Linked DNA regions of Mus musculus: region 2 is linked to region 1. A link is a contact called in public Hi-C data. All regions are on one chromosome and are shown on one strand. Each heading gives the region's core, a stretch centred on a gene start, on an enhancer-like site or on the middle of the called end of the contact. The rest is flanking DNA. Distances are from core to core; before and after follow the strand shown.

Evidence for each region. Hi-C and Micro-C count contacts between places; a contact is called where the count stands out from the background.
Region 2: a contact with region 1 is called in a Hi-C map of the G1E-ER4 cell line, with 2.9 times the contacts expected there. The contact joins the enhancer-like site here to the promoter of Igfbp5 in region 1. A contact is called at or near these places in 10 of 39 promoter capture datasets (cranial neural crest, embryonic stem cells, frontonasal cranial neural crest and 6 more), 1 of 15 datasets of contacts at CTCF or cohesin (the G1E-ER4 cell line), 14 of 484 Hi-C or Micro-C datasets (the BV-2 cell line, the G1E-ER4 cell line, the MC3T3-E1 cell line and 8 more) and 1 of 9 other capture datasets (embryonic stem cells).

What each region holds. Positions count from the first base shown.
Region 1 is chr1:72,871,822-72,877,991 of GRCm38.p6, forward strand. It overlaps Igfbp5 (insulin-like growth factor binding protein 5), which reads right to left and starts at 3,044. Exons shown (of 4, transcript NM_010518.2): 1 at 1,985-3,044. The coding sequence starts at 2,318.
Region 2 is chr1:72,985,172-72,991,341 of GRCm38.p6, forward strand. All of the region lies in intron 1 of Gm31137 (a long non-coding RNA gene), which reads left to right. Among named protein-coding and RNA genes, the nearest start is that of Gm31137, 3.4 kb to the left of the region's middle. Within about 2 kb of position 3,035, at least 2 of the 459 cell types and tissues checked have an H3K27ac peak or open chromatin away from gene starts, as enhancers often do. A contact at or near this core is called in the G1E-ER4 cell line, where this site is marked.

The sequences.
Region 1 (6,170 bases), core at 1,794-4,293:
CTGGCGCGGGACAAAAATATGGTTCGTACGTGTGTGCATGTATGCGTGCACGCGCGCGTGTGCACTGGGTCCACTTGGGAAGTAGGATGCTGCCTCTTTGCTGGTCCAGCATCTGCGTGAGTGAGTGCGCACAGAGCTCACTCCTTTTATTCCTAGCTACTCCCTATCTACCGCTTGGCTGGGCAAATAAAAGTGGGGCGAGGATACTGCGGAGTCATAACTTGCGCAATTCGGCTGTGATGGGATTGCTAGCCAACCTTTTTGTCTCCAAGCCAGGTGATGGATTCCTACGGCTTCAGCAGGCAAAAATGTAATAGAAATAACCTAAAAAATCGGTCTCTGGGGGCTTCCGCGGTTTGTATGCCCCCAACCCCCTCATTATGCAACTTCTCACGATAGCTCAAACTTGCAATTTCCGGGGAGAGAGGCTGAGCTCACGCAAGCTCTGCTATCTACTGATGGGCACTCACGTACCCTCCTACGTGGTGGAATCCATAGGTCTTTAGCTTGCGTTCAGAAAAATTACAAACCTCCTCACGTTGGAGTAATGGAGGACGACAGGTGGTGAGAAGGGCTTTATCTTTGTAAGGAACCGCACCAAATAAACATTTAGCTAAGTCTTAACATCTCTCCTAGCTCAGATTTTGTGCATTGTTGGTTAAGCTTAAATATTTATAATATATAAATATAAAAATAATTTGATAAAAATATATAATCAGGTAACTCCCCCAAGAAACCTAGCTCGAGGCAAAACTGTTTTGATTGAACAAGAAGCTCTGTCAATCATTTAAACCACAGACTCCAGGCACGGAGAATTTGGAGGCGGGGCAAGAGGGGGCGGGGCAAACGGAGGGGTGGCTCCCAGAGCGTGGTCTTCCTGTCTCCGCCCCTTGAGTTTTGCATTCTGTGTTTCCAGGGCCCCTCACGCACTTAGCCACACTCACTTTTAGTCTGGTTTAAGTGATGGGTGGAGGGTGGGGCTGCTGGGGGTGGGGGTGGAGTGAGGAGAGAGGGAAGGGAGATGGAGAGGGCCAGCATCCAGTGGGAACTTGAGGATGTCTTCACCCCCACATCCCTCTTCACCTCTCAAACCTGTGTCCATCTTTTTATCTTAACTAAAATCTGAATTTAGGAGGGGAAAAAAAACCATTAGATTCAGGGACGAACATTCAGCACAGAACACCAAACTCTTTCAGCTCATACCCCACGCCCTACCCCAGCCCTCCCGAAGTATTCTTTCTCTTCCTGGGAGGAAAAAAGAGAGACGTTTTACAGTCTAATATGTTTCATCGATCATAATCAATCATATCAATTCAAAAGCAGCAAGTGTACGTGTGGGTGAGCTCTCAATACCTCCACCCAAAAGACATTAGTTGTCAAGTGGGGGGGGGGGATGTACGCGCGTACGCGCGCGCGCGCGCTCCTGAGCAAATAGGAATAGAGTGAGAGATAAATTTAGAGGCACTGAGATGGGGGCGGAGGGGTGAGGCTTGGAGGGATCAAGGTAGAATTAGCTTTAAAGATGGAACGCATCTTCAGATTCCAATTAAAATGACCTTTTAACAGAAAGGATTTTCTAAAGTTTAGGGAGAAAAGTACGGGGTTGGGGTGGAGAAGGGAGTTGATAATTTAACCTGTTCTTTTTCAGAGAGGATTCTCTTGGGATTTGGACTTTGAGACTCAAAAGGAGCTCAGAGTCAGAATTGCCACGAGTTAGGAGTGGGGGAGGGTCGGGTTGGGGTGGAGATGAAGTGTAAACTGGTAGAGACGGTTAGACAGCCGCCTAGGATAGCTTGCTCTGCCAGGGATTCAAGTGTGAGGTGCAAGGACCCACCCCATCTACTCTCAGGAGCTACTAGGGTCTAAGCCACTTGCTGCGCGCGCAAAGCGCGCGGGTTCCCAATCGGTCCCCGGTCCCCACCCATCCAAGGTGCCTCCCTCCCCAGCTCCTGTGCCGTGCAACTGAAACCCCAGTAGCGCTCACCTATCTTGGTTTGCTCGCCGTAGCTCTTTTCGTTGAGGCAAACCCCGCGGCCGTGCAGCAGGGCGTGCAGCGGCTTCTCCTCATCCTGCCGGGGGAGGCAGCGCAAACCCTGGGCGCAGCGCTCCGTGTAGACGCCACACGACTGTCCCTCCGCCAGGGCGCAAGTCATGCAGCAGCCACAGCCGGGCTCTTTGACCAGCTCACAGCCCAGAGGGCTGGGGGGACACATGGACAGAGCTTTCTCGTCGCAGGGTTCACAGTGCACGAAAGAACCCAGGCCTTGAGCCGGTACGGCATAGGCGGCCAGCAGCAGGAGGACCACGCTGATCACCATTTTCTCGGAGTCTGGCTTTACCTCGGGGCGGGGCAGGAGAGCGAGAGTGTGTGGAGAAAGAGGGAGCCTGGAGATTTTTTTCCTTTTAAATCTCTTGCAGGTAGAGCAGGTGCTCTCCCCCAAACACTTGCAAAATATGAGGCAAGGAGGATTCAGATGCCTGCACGCAAGTCCCAATTGCGAGGATTAAAGACTTGCAACAGGTTGGGGGTGAAAAAAAGAGGCGCGCCAGGTGCACGCAGAGCGAGCGGAGACCGTAGAAACCCCCAGGCGGGATCGGGTCAGAATTGGGGGTGGTGGTGGAGAGAACCACAGAATTGCTCACTCCAAAGCAACAGAAATAATTAGCTTGGAGGCCTTGAAAAGGGAGGAGGTGAAGAAAAAAATGGATTGGGCTTAATTTTCCCCCCTTTGCTTAAAATCTAAAACGCAACCCCACTCCGCTCGGTCTCAGCGGCCAGCTGCGCTGCTGCCGCAGAACAGGTAAGAGGCGTCGGCGGCTGACAACAAGATCGGGAAAATGTTGAAATCGAGGGGGGAAAAAGGGCAAAAACCCAGACCTCACCAAACCTGGACCCCAACACCTGCTCTGTCACCACCTCTTCGAAACCCGCAGGTTCTGCGTGAAGTCCGGAGAAGGGTGCAGACCGAGGGGGGGGGTAACAAAAAGGAACAAAAAGGGGGAAAAAAGCCCAAACAGCTTTGCAGCTCTTTCCTAGCTCTTTTAGAAGTTTCCAAAGAGACTGCGGGCTCTGGTCGAGCAGGCGCTTTTAAATAGACGGCCCCTGGCTGCCAGCCAGTTGTAGCTGCAATTTGAGCTCCCCAACACCCAACCCATGCAAGGATGCCAAGGAGCTTTGCAGCGCAAACTCACACGGGGTGGGGGTGGGGAAGAGAGGCCTTCTAGACACGGGGGCTCCCCTTCGCTCCCTACACAGAGCCCTCCTCCTCACGGAATGTACGGAAAGGGCTTTGGGGGGGGGGCGAAGACAGGCGAGCTACAGAGGAGAGTAGGGAGAAGGTGGAGGGAGGAGTGGATGGCAGTACTCTTCAGAAGCTGGGTGAATACAATGGAGCGAGTCTGTTTTCCGACAACTAGCCCGGACACTGGCTGTTAGGAGTCACATTTTCTTATTAGCCGTGTATACCCTGCCCAAGAAGTCCTTTCCAACTTTAGAAAAAAAAGTGTCTAAGAGACCACTGAAGGTTTGTCTGTCTGTGTGTTTGTGTTTGGAGGACAAGTAGTGTACAGTAGCTGGTGAGGGGCATTGAGATAAATTTAAAGAGAAAAGGAGTGCGGGCGCGTGTGTAGACCCCTCCCCCATTAAAAGGGGCAGAGGGATTATGGCAAGGGCTTGTCATTATTGTTCTGGTGGGGTACTGATTTTAGTTAAAGCCAGTGGTCATTTTCCTTCACCTATATAGATGACCAGGGAATCTCTCTCTCTCTCTCTCTCTCTCTCTCTCTCTCTCTCTCTCTCTCTCTCTCTCTGAGTGTGAGCGTGCTATGTGCACTTTCAAGAAGGGATAACGCCCTCCACCCCACCCCCCTCCCCAGCTTTGTTGGGAGTAGTGACTGAGACCCTGGAGGAAATGCTGTGGGTTGTCAGTTTTATCTGGTGTCCTCATGGACACCTTAAATGTCCTTTTAAATGGAAGGAAGGTAGGATAAAGTGATAACCTTCTTGGGTTGACAATGAGGCATTTCTGTGGGGTAGGCAGATCCTGGAGTGAGCAGGTACCTCGCTGCAGGAGACCTTGTTTAAGGGTTAATATGTACCAAGGTAGCATCCTGGAGCCTGCACGTGAGAAATCCTCACCATGCCACAGGAAGCCCCAGATCGCTAGTCAGCACTAGGGACCATTCTTCCCTTAGGAAAATGAAAGAAAACCTAATTTTTGAAAGAAGGAATATGATGGCTTTAGCTTTTTTTGTTTGTTTTAAAAATTAATTTGACATGATAGGTGGTCTGTAGACTGCCCACCACAGGTAAGAAAAGACATGATCAAGTGATGGTCTCTGGGGAGTTCTTGGGGGCAGGGCTTTTGCCCTTTCTCCAACTCTCTTCTTCCCTTGCTCTGTTCTTTTAGAAAAAGGGGCTGCATTTCATGAATTTTGCCACTAGACTGCACCCTTATCTATGATAAGAATTCTTGCTGGAGGACTGCAATATTGAGAAAATATTTCCCTTGCTGGCTCCATTTGGGAGCATCTCCCCGGGCGCTGTTCACACTCCCAGATTCTGATCCAGATTCTCGGTTCTCTGCCAATAGGCACATTTTAAGACAGGACCAAATCTTAAAGGTGTCCTTTTACACCCATTGCCAGGGCAGTTTTATTGTGTTGGTGGCTAGCAGAGGGAAGAAGAGCTGTGTGCACCAATGTACCCCCACACCCCCCAAAAAGGCAGGAGGGTTGGTTGGTTCCAAGAGCCTGTCTCTGCTGTTGGAGGGCTTGGGAAAGCAGGGAGCAACTTAACATTAGAAACTGGGTTGCATTATTTTAGAAGGGGAAGAGATCAAGTGTTATTTTCTTATTTAAGTTAACTTCAGGAGGGAAGAGTGTTAGAAAGGGGCATGGTGTGGGGATGGGCTCAGCTCACCCTGGTGTAGCATTTGAAACGAGAAATCTAGGGTGGTTCTTCTGTCCGGTTTCTCAAGAGTTGCCCAGTACTCTCAAAATATAGCCTCTAGAAGTAAATTTTGTTCTAGCTGACTTCTTGTGGCTAAGTACAGTGTGTAAGGACCAGTAAGAGAAGGAGAGGGCTCATAGAGAAGAGAGGTGGGCAGGGAGAAGAGAAGTGAGAGAGTGGGAAATTGGTCCTCGAAGGGTGATGGTGGGGTCATGGGGAGAGATCAGTGAATGACTTTCTATATTAAACAACCATGATGAGCTCCACTTCCAAAAGAGCAGAAGGAACCGAGAGACGGGCACTGCTCTTCAGGGTCACAGGGTAGGCTCTTGAGAGCACACACGAAACCTCCTTTGAACCCTGGGATCGTCTGTAGCGATTTTTATCAGTGACTGGAGAGGTGAATTTTATGCTCAACAGTCTATATGTGATGTTCAGTGACAAGCGTGCTGGGTGTTGGGGCATAAGGGCTTCCCATGAGTCCATTCTCTCTGCCCTCTATTCGAAAAGCCCTGGACTCTTCAGAAGATGGGAGGGGGGGGGACTTAATATCAACAGAGTTTCACTGAGATGACTAACTTATTCTGGACACACTGAAATCTGGTCGCACTCTCAGAGACCTCCTTAATGGCTGGCTTAGCTTTGCTGCCAGGAACGTACCTGTGTGTGGATAGCTGAGCTCTGATAAGCCTTTGGACACAATCTTCTTAGTGATGTTTGAAGTTAAATGTCATCTACCATGCTCTGTCTCCCCTGAGATCACTCTTTTATTTGCTTTGACAAGAATTAAGTGATGACCAGGACCAAGCTTCAAGAACTACAAGAGAATGAAAGATTTGTGCTGTTTGTCTGAACAACATTCAAAGGGCTTTCGTTCAGGAAGCTTACCAGACCTCCATAAGCCAGCTGTTTCTCCAAGATTTTGGAATGATTTCTAGGGCAAGGATGGTTCCTGATAACAGGGTTGGGGAAAGCAAGTTAACTATTGTCTAAGAGAGGTTTATTCATCATTGGTTCCACTTTCAAGATCTGGTCATTGACTTTTTCCCCACCAGATACATGCATACAGAGAGACCAAGACCCATCAGGAAGACTAATGCCACTGTCTTATCTGGATCCTACACTCTGGTACTTTTAAAAACAGGCACCCAGTCTTCAAGTCCTTCTACAGTAAAAGAAGTTGAGCAGGATAGAGCCAGGCAGGGTAGGGAGCAGCTCA
Region 2 (6,170 bases), core at 1,785-4,284, 110 kb after region 1:
AAACATGAGGCACAGAACTGATCTTTGGACCTAAGGTGATGGGGTCTGCATCTGCTATCACATCAGGTCCTAGGAGGTAATGACTTAGTACCTGTAGTGCCCAAGGCCATGTACCTGCTCTGTCAATGAGCTACATCCCCGTCTTCGTTTAATGACTTAGAAACAAACAAGCAAACATGAAATAAGGATTACAAACTGTTAGAAAGCAAAGTGGACCCCAGATTTTGGAGTTGTGGGATTCTTTCTTACTCTTCAGCTTGTTCCTTCGTGTGCCTTCTCCCATTAAACTCTGAATTACAAAGTGATGGCCAGTCCATTAGGGCTGATGTGGGGGTGGGTGAGAATCATAGCTCATGTAGGGGAGTGTGAGGTTAGAAGTTGCCACCGCATCCCTTCACACAGTCCTTTGGAAAAAGAAGTGTGGCTGTGGTAATACGTTTTCACATTTCTATAATTATTTACCGTATACAAAGCAGCCTGAAGATATTAACCAACTTATTTTTGTTGTCAAACAGCCCACAAAGGAGGAATTAACGTTTCTGTTTTCAAGATTAGGAGAGCTGGCTCAGTGTACAAGCTCCCCCAAGGAATTGTCAAGGACAATTGACAGAATCAGGTTTAAATCCTGTCTTTGACTTCACAGGACTAGAGGGAGGCCCTCAAATAACAAGAAAACAATAAGGCAGAAGCAGTTGTTCAGGTGCGGGTGAGGCCAGGTAGGTGGACAGGTACAAATGAGGCTGGCGAGGTATAGGACAATAGGGAGTAGAGGAGACTGTGGCATAGGACTGGTGAGCCAATGCCTTGGTTGTGGGAATCTTTGCTGCTTGCTGAAATGCTAAACTAACCTTTTTTTGGGATAGAAGTTGAAAATATAATTAGACAGCTATTTATTAAGTGCCTAGTGTGTAACAGACACAGGGAATGAAACAGTGAATAAGATGTTGAAATATCTCTATATTTGATGTGAACTTATCCAACTCTTAAGTGTTGAGAACTAATATAAAATTTGGAAACATTGTTCAGACCAAACAAAACACATCTGTGGGTTACATTTGGCATACAGGCTGCCGCTTTGTGACTTCTGTCCAAAGGCTTCGATGGTGCAAGTGGACCAGGGAGAAAGAGTTAGCACATCAATGCATATTTGCTTAAAAAAACCTCACCAGAAGAGATCTTCTTTTTTCTTTTTGTGCATACTATATTATACACATGACATTCATAGAGCTTTCTCATTGCATTATAGATACTTAAAGAGATATTACTTATGTTCATTGGGTATGTATGTGATAGAGAGATATTACTTATGTTCATTGGGGTATGTATGTGATAGAGAGATATTACTTATGTTCATTGGGGTATGTATGTGATAGAGAGATATTACTTATGTTCATTGGGGTATGCATGTGATAGAGAGATATTACTTATGTTCATTGGGTATGTATGTGATAGAGAGATATTACTTATGTACATTGGGTATGTATGTGATAGATATATTTTTACTGATGGGTATAATTAGAAAAAGCTGACGACTACTGGGATAGTTCAACCTTGAAGTTCTTTCATTTTTGATACTGTGATACATTCTGATACAAGATGGGCATGCTCACTGATTAGAGAGCGGAAGGAGGAGAAACAGGGGCGATTGAGCCTGGGCCGATTGAGAAAACTGTGCAATAGTTTGTTTCAAATTCTGCTAATCACAATTAGTCCCACACAGATACCTAACTACAAAGGAGGCTGGGGAGATAAGCACAGTTTAGCTGTGTGACCGGGAGAAAGAGGAAATGGCTTTTGTCAGTAAGAGGCAGTCTTTGCCCCTTAGAGGAGTGAGAAGAGACAGGATTATGTGTGTTGAGAAAGAGTAACACTCCAGTGGGGTTGTCCTCTTTCTTAAGTACTTTAGAAGGACAAGGTGGCCCAGTAAGGAAGGATGCTTGCTGTCAACTGTGACGGCTCGAGTTTGATCTCTAGGACATCTATAATGGAAGGATAGAACTGATTCCTGCAGTCAGGTTATCCTCTGGTCTCCAACGTGTATGCTGTGGCTTTTATGCATGCACCTACCCATACCCATCTTCCTCACCCCCACCCCTAACACTCTCACAGAATAATCAAATGTTAACAAAGTAGAGCTCAGGAAATCTTCAGCTGCTGGAAAATAGTAGGATCTGGGCCTAAAGAGCTTTCCTGGGCCACAGGGTAGAGCTCTGGACTGAGACTCAAATGCTAGGTTCTGGTCTGGATTGTGTCTAGACCTAGTTATGTTTTTGAATATAGTTTCCTTGACCTTTATGCTCAACTCCCTATTTATAAATGCCAACCCAATGCTAACCTTGTATAGCTGACACGGTTGTTTTAAGAGCCAGGTATAACTACATCATGAACATTTTTGAGAAAAGAAAAAGATTAAAATGAGGAATGAGCTCAAACTGCAGTTAAAGAAAATTAGGTTAGGTTTTAAAGAAAAGTGAGGAAGGGAAAAATTTCACCACAGTACAACAAGAGAAAAAAATTGTTTTTTTGTAGAATGTATAAACAGCTAAGAAATCATCAAGAAAGGATTTTGAGAATAGCAAAAAGAAGCCTCAGGCACAAGGACCCTGTGCCTGAGACACAAATTTTGGTTCTACTTCTGTATGTAAATTGTTGTTTGAGTGCTGAGGGTGTAGTTCAGTGATGGAGCACTTGCCTAGCATGCGCAAGCCTTGGGTTCTATCCTCAGTATTGCAGCAAACAAATAACCAATCACATAAATACCTAGGTACTTAAACTGCTGTTTGATGGAGTGACTATTAGAATTTCAATACAAATATGCACATGTAAAGCTGCATACAACGAGAGTCTGGTTGTTAAAAGGATTAGAGCCTTTAAAACAGAAGTCAAGAAATACCTTATATCAGGGGATAGAAAACATGTCTCGAAAATCAGCAAGACTCCAACTCATCACAGGTCCAAGGGCAATAAAAATATGAACTGCAAAACACTCACTCTCTAGAAGCAAGGCCACATAGGGCTGCCAATAGGAGTATTTCTCTGGTCAGACACCCAGGCCTTCAGAGGCTGAGGCCATGATGTGAAGGGTCTGTCTACTGCTTGAGCCAGTGGAAGACCTTGGTACTTGGGCATGGCTTTGCAGTCATGAAAAATGTAAGAGCTATGGGACTCTGGAAGCTTCCACCCAGATTCCGAAGGGTCACAGTAACTGCTGGGATTCCTTGACAAGGCCATGCGTGAAGCTGTGAGGGGTAAGGCTTAAGATGCAATGGAGACCTAAGGAAGTTTGGGATCCCAGGAACATATAACATCAGCTAAGAAAACCAGCCCCAAAGACAGCCTTGTGAATTGTGACAAATGAAGCCACAGGGGCTGGGCTGTCATGTCTTTCAGAATGCACACCCCACTACTGCAAGATTGATGTTGGACAAAGAGCAGAAAGATCTATGGTTTGCCTTGTTGGGCCCTGGTCACACCTTGGTCTGGTATCTCATCTCTGAGTCTCCCCACTCTCTGGGAACACAAATGTTTGTTCTGTGCCATCCATCATATGTTGGAAGTAGATGCCATTTTTCCTACCTCCCTTTCTCTCTCCCTCTCTTCCTTCCTGTGGGTCAAATCCAGGTCCTCACATGCTAGGCAAGTTATTGAGTCATCTCTGTTCTACACACACACACACAGACACACACACACACACACACACACACACACACACACACACACACACACCACACTATCAGATTTTAGATTTTGACTTTTGAATAATGTTGGAACAGCTAAGACTCTGGGAACTTCTAGAGATGGGCTAAATGCAATTTGCACTATAAGATACCCATGAGCCTTTGGGAGTCAGAGTCAGAATACCATGCTTGAATATGAAATGTCCCCATGGGCTCATGTGTTAAAGGCTTGCCCAGCTGCTGGTGCTATTTCGGGAGGTGCTAGACACTTTGCAGGGCGAGTCCTAGCTGACGTAGTTCCCTGGAGGCATGTCCTTAGCTAGATCTCACTATGGTCCTTCTTGTCTCCTCTTCTGATTCTCAGCCACTATGAGCTGAGTATCTCATGAAACCTAACATTTTTTCATGGATATCCTGTAGTCACCTCCCCACAAGCATCAATGTCCAGTAGGCATCTCAGACAAGTGTTATAGTTTTCTTTGACTACAAGCTTTCTACTGCAGTCTTCCACATCTCAGGAATGAAGGCAGCTGCTCTAGGCATCTTTTCTTCTCCTGTTGGGTGTGTTCATGTTGGTGCATGCATATGTGGGTCAGTGTGCGTGTGGTTGTATGTGCACATGTGTGTGTGTGTGTGTGTGTGTGTGTGTGTGTGTGTGTGTGTGTGAGAGAGAGAGAGAGAGAGAGAGAGAGAGAGAGAGAGAGAGAGAGAGAGACACTCTAGGGCCAAACACAGATTTGCACACTCTCAAGACAAGTGTTTTTCTAACCAAGGAATTGCTTCAGCTCTGTAAGTCTTCTTTCTTTTCTACTTCTAGTTAGCATCCCACTGGCCCTTTCAAAATACTCCTCATCTCTCCTGCCCTTAGCCACACCTTAGCAAGTTATCACTCCTCTCATTTACCCAGGGCCAGGACTCCTAAGGGCTCTCTGGGCCCACTCTTGCTTCTTGCCATCTGTCTTAAGGTTATCATTCCTGTGATGAAACACCATGAACAAAGGAACTTCGTAGAGAAAGGGTTTATTTGGCTTATGCTTCCAAATCACTGTCCATCATTGAAGGAGGTCGGGACAGGAACTTGGAGTCAGGAGCTGATGCAGAGACCATAGAGGGGTGCTACTTACTGGCTTGCTCTTCACAGCTTGAGCCTGCTTTCTTATAGAACCCAGGACCACCAGCCCAGGGGTGGCCCCACCCACCATGAACTGAGCCCCCCCACATCAATCACTAAGAAAAAAAATGTCTTATAGGCTTGCATACAGCCCAATATTATGGAGTCATTTTCTCAATTGAGGCTCCTTCCTCTCCGATGACCCTAGCTTGGGTCAGGTTGGCATTAATCTGGCCAGCACAGTATTTGTTATTCACTAAGTGTTCAGAGTGAACTTCTTTCTTTCCTTCCTTTTACCTTCCTTATCACATTTCCTTCCTTACATTAACCTATGGGGATTCTGATTTGTAGCCACTCAGTTCATCTCCTGCTGGTCCTGTCCGCTCTTTGCCACAGGACTGTGGTTATTAGCACTGCAGCTATTTGTGCTATGTGCTCACAAGGTGAGCTTCTCTTAAGGCTATTGCTCTTGCCCTTCTGCTTGGGGGCATCACCTTCCCTGTTTTCTTCTGGTTCCTTCTTTGTCTGCATTGATCATCCACTCTCACTCCAACTTGACTTAAAACACTTCTTATTGTCTGACATAACTTTATGCCTTTACTTGGGGACTTTTATCATTCTCTGCTAAGATCTGAACTTATAAGTACATGGACTTTTCCCATTTCACTGTATTTGTTGGGGGCTATGTTCTTAATCAATAAATATTAACTCAGTGAATCAAGGTGGTGAAATTGAGCATAGGACCTCTTTGGAGACTCATCTCCCATGGTTAATAATCTCAGCAAAGGGAGAAAAGCTCCCTTTCTGGGGATTTGGGTCCGATGGCTGCGGTGATCCTAGACTATCTTATTTAGTGTTGTAGCACCAGAGTAGGACATAGACCTCTGACATCAGATGTTAGCTGTCCTTGCCTTACAACCCCAGTCAGTTTCTAGCATGGTGTGTGTGTGTGTGTGTGTCTGTGTTCCCCATTTCATCTTTATAGAGGGTGCTTAAATACCCAGGGTGTGGATCTGGCTTCTTCCCAAAGATACTTGCTCTTGCAGTTGGGGAATGAATAAGCAGATTCCCCATCTCCTGGTGACCAGATGCCAGCCTGTACACATCAATGCTGCTAGCCCTGATACACTCAGGAGGACTCATTCTCCTTTCAAAGGGGCCTCTTCCTCTACTCTGCACACAGAAGAAGCACAACAGATGCTACCTCCACTGTTTTCTATGAGATGCCTTCCTGCTTCCTCTGGACATGAGCTTTGGGTTGGATCTGCAAGGAAATGGAGACGAATGTGCCTTAAGATTCCTATCCTTTTTCCTTATTGGCCAGGGCATATTAGGTTTTGTAGGATGACTGACTGGCAGAGATAGTTCAGAGAGTGGCATTA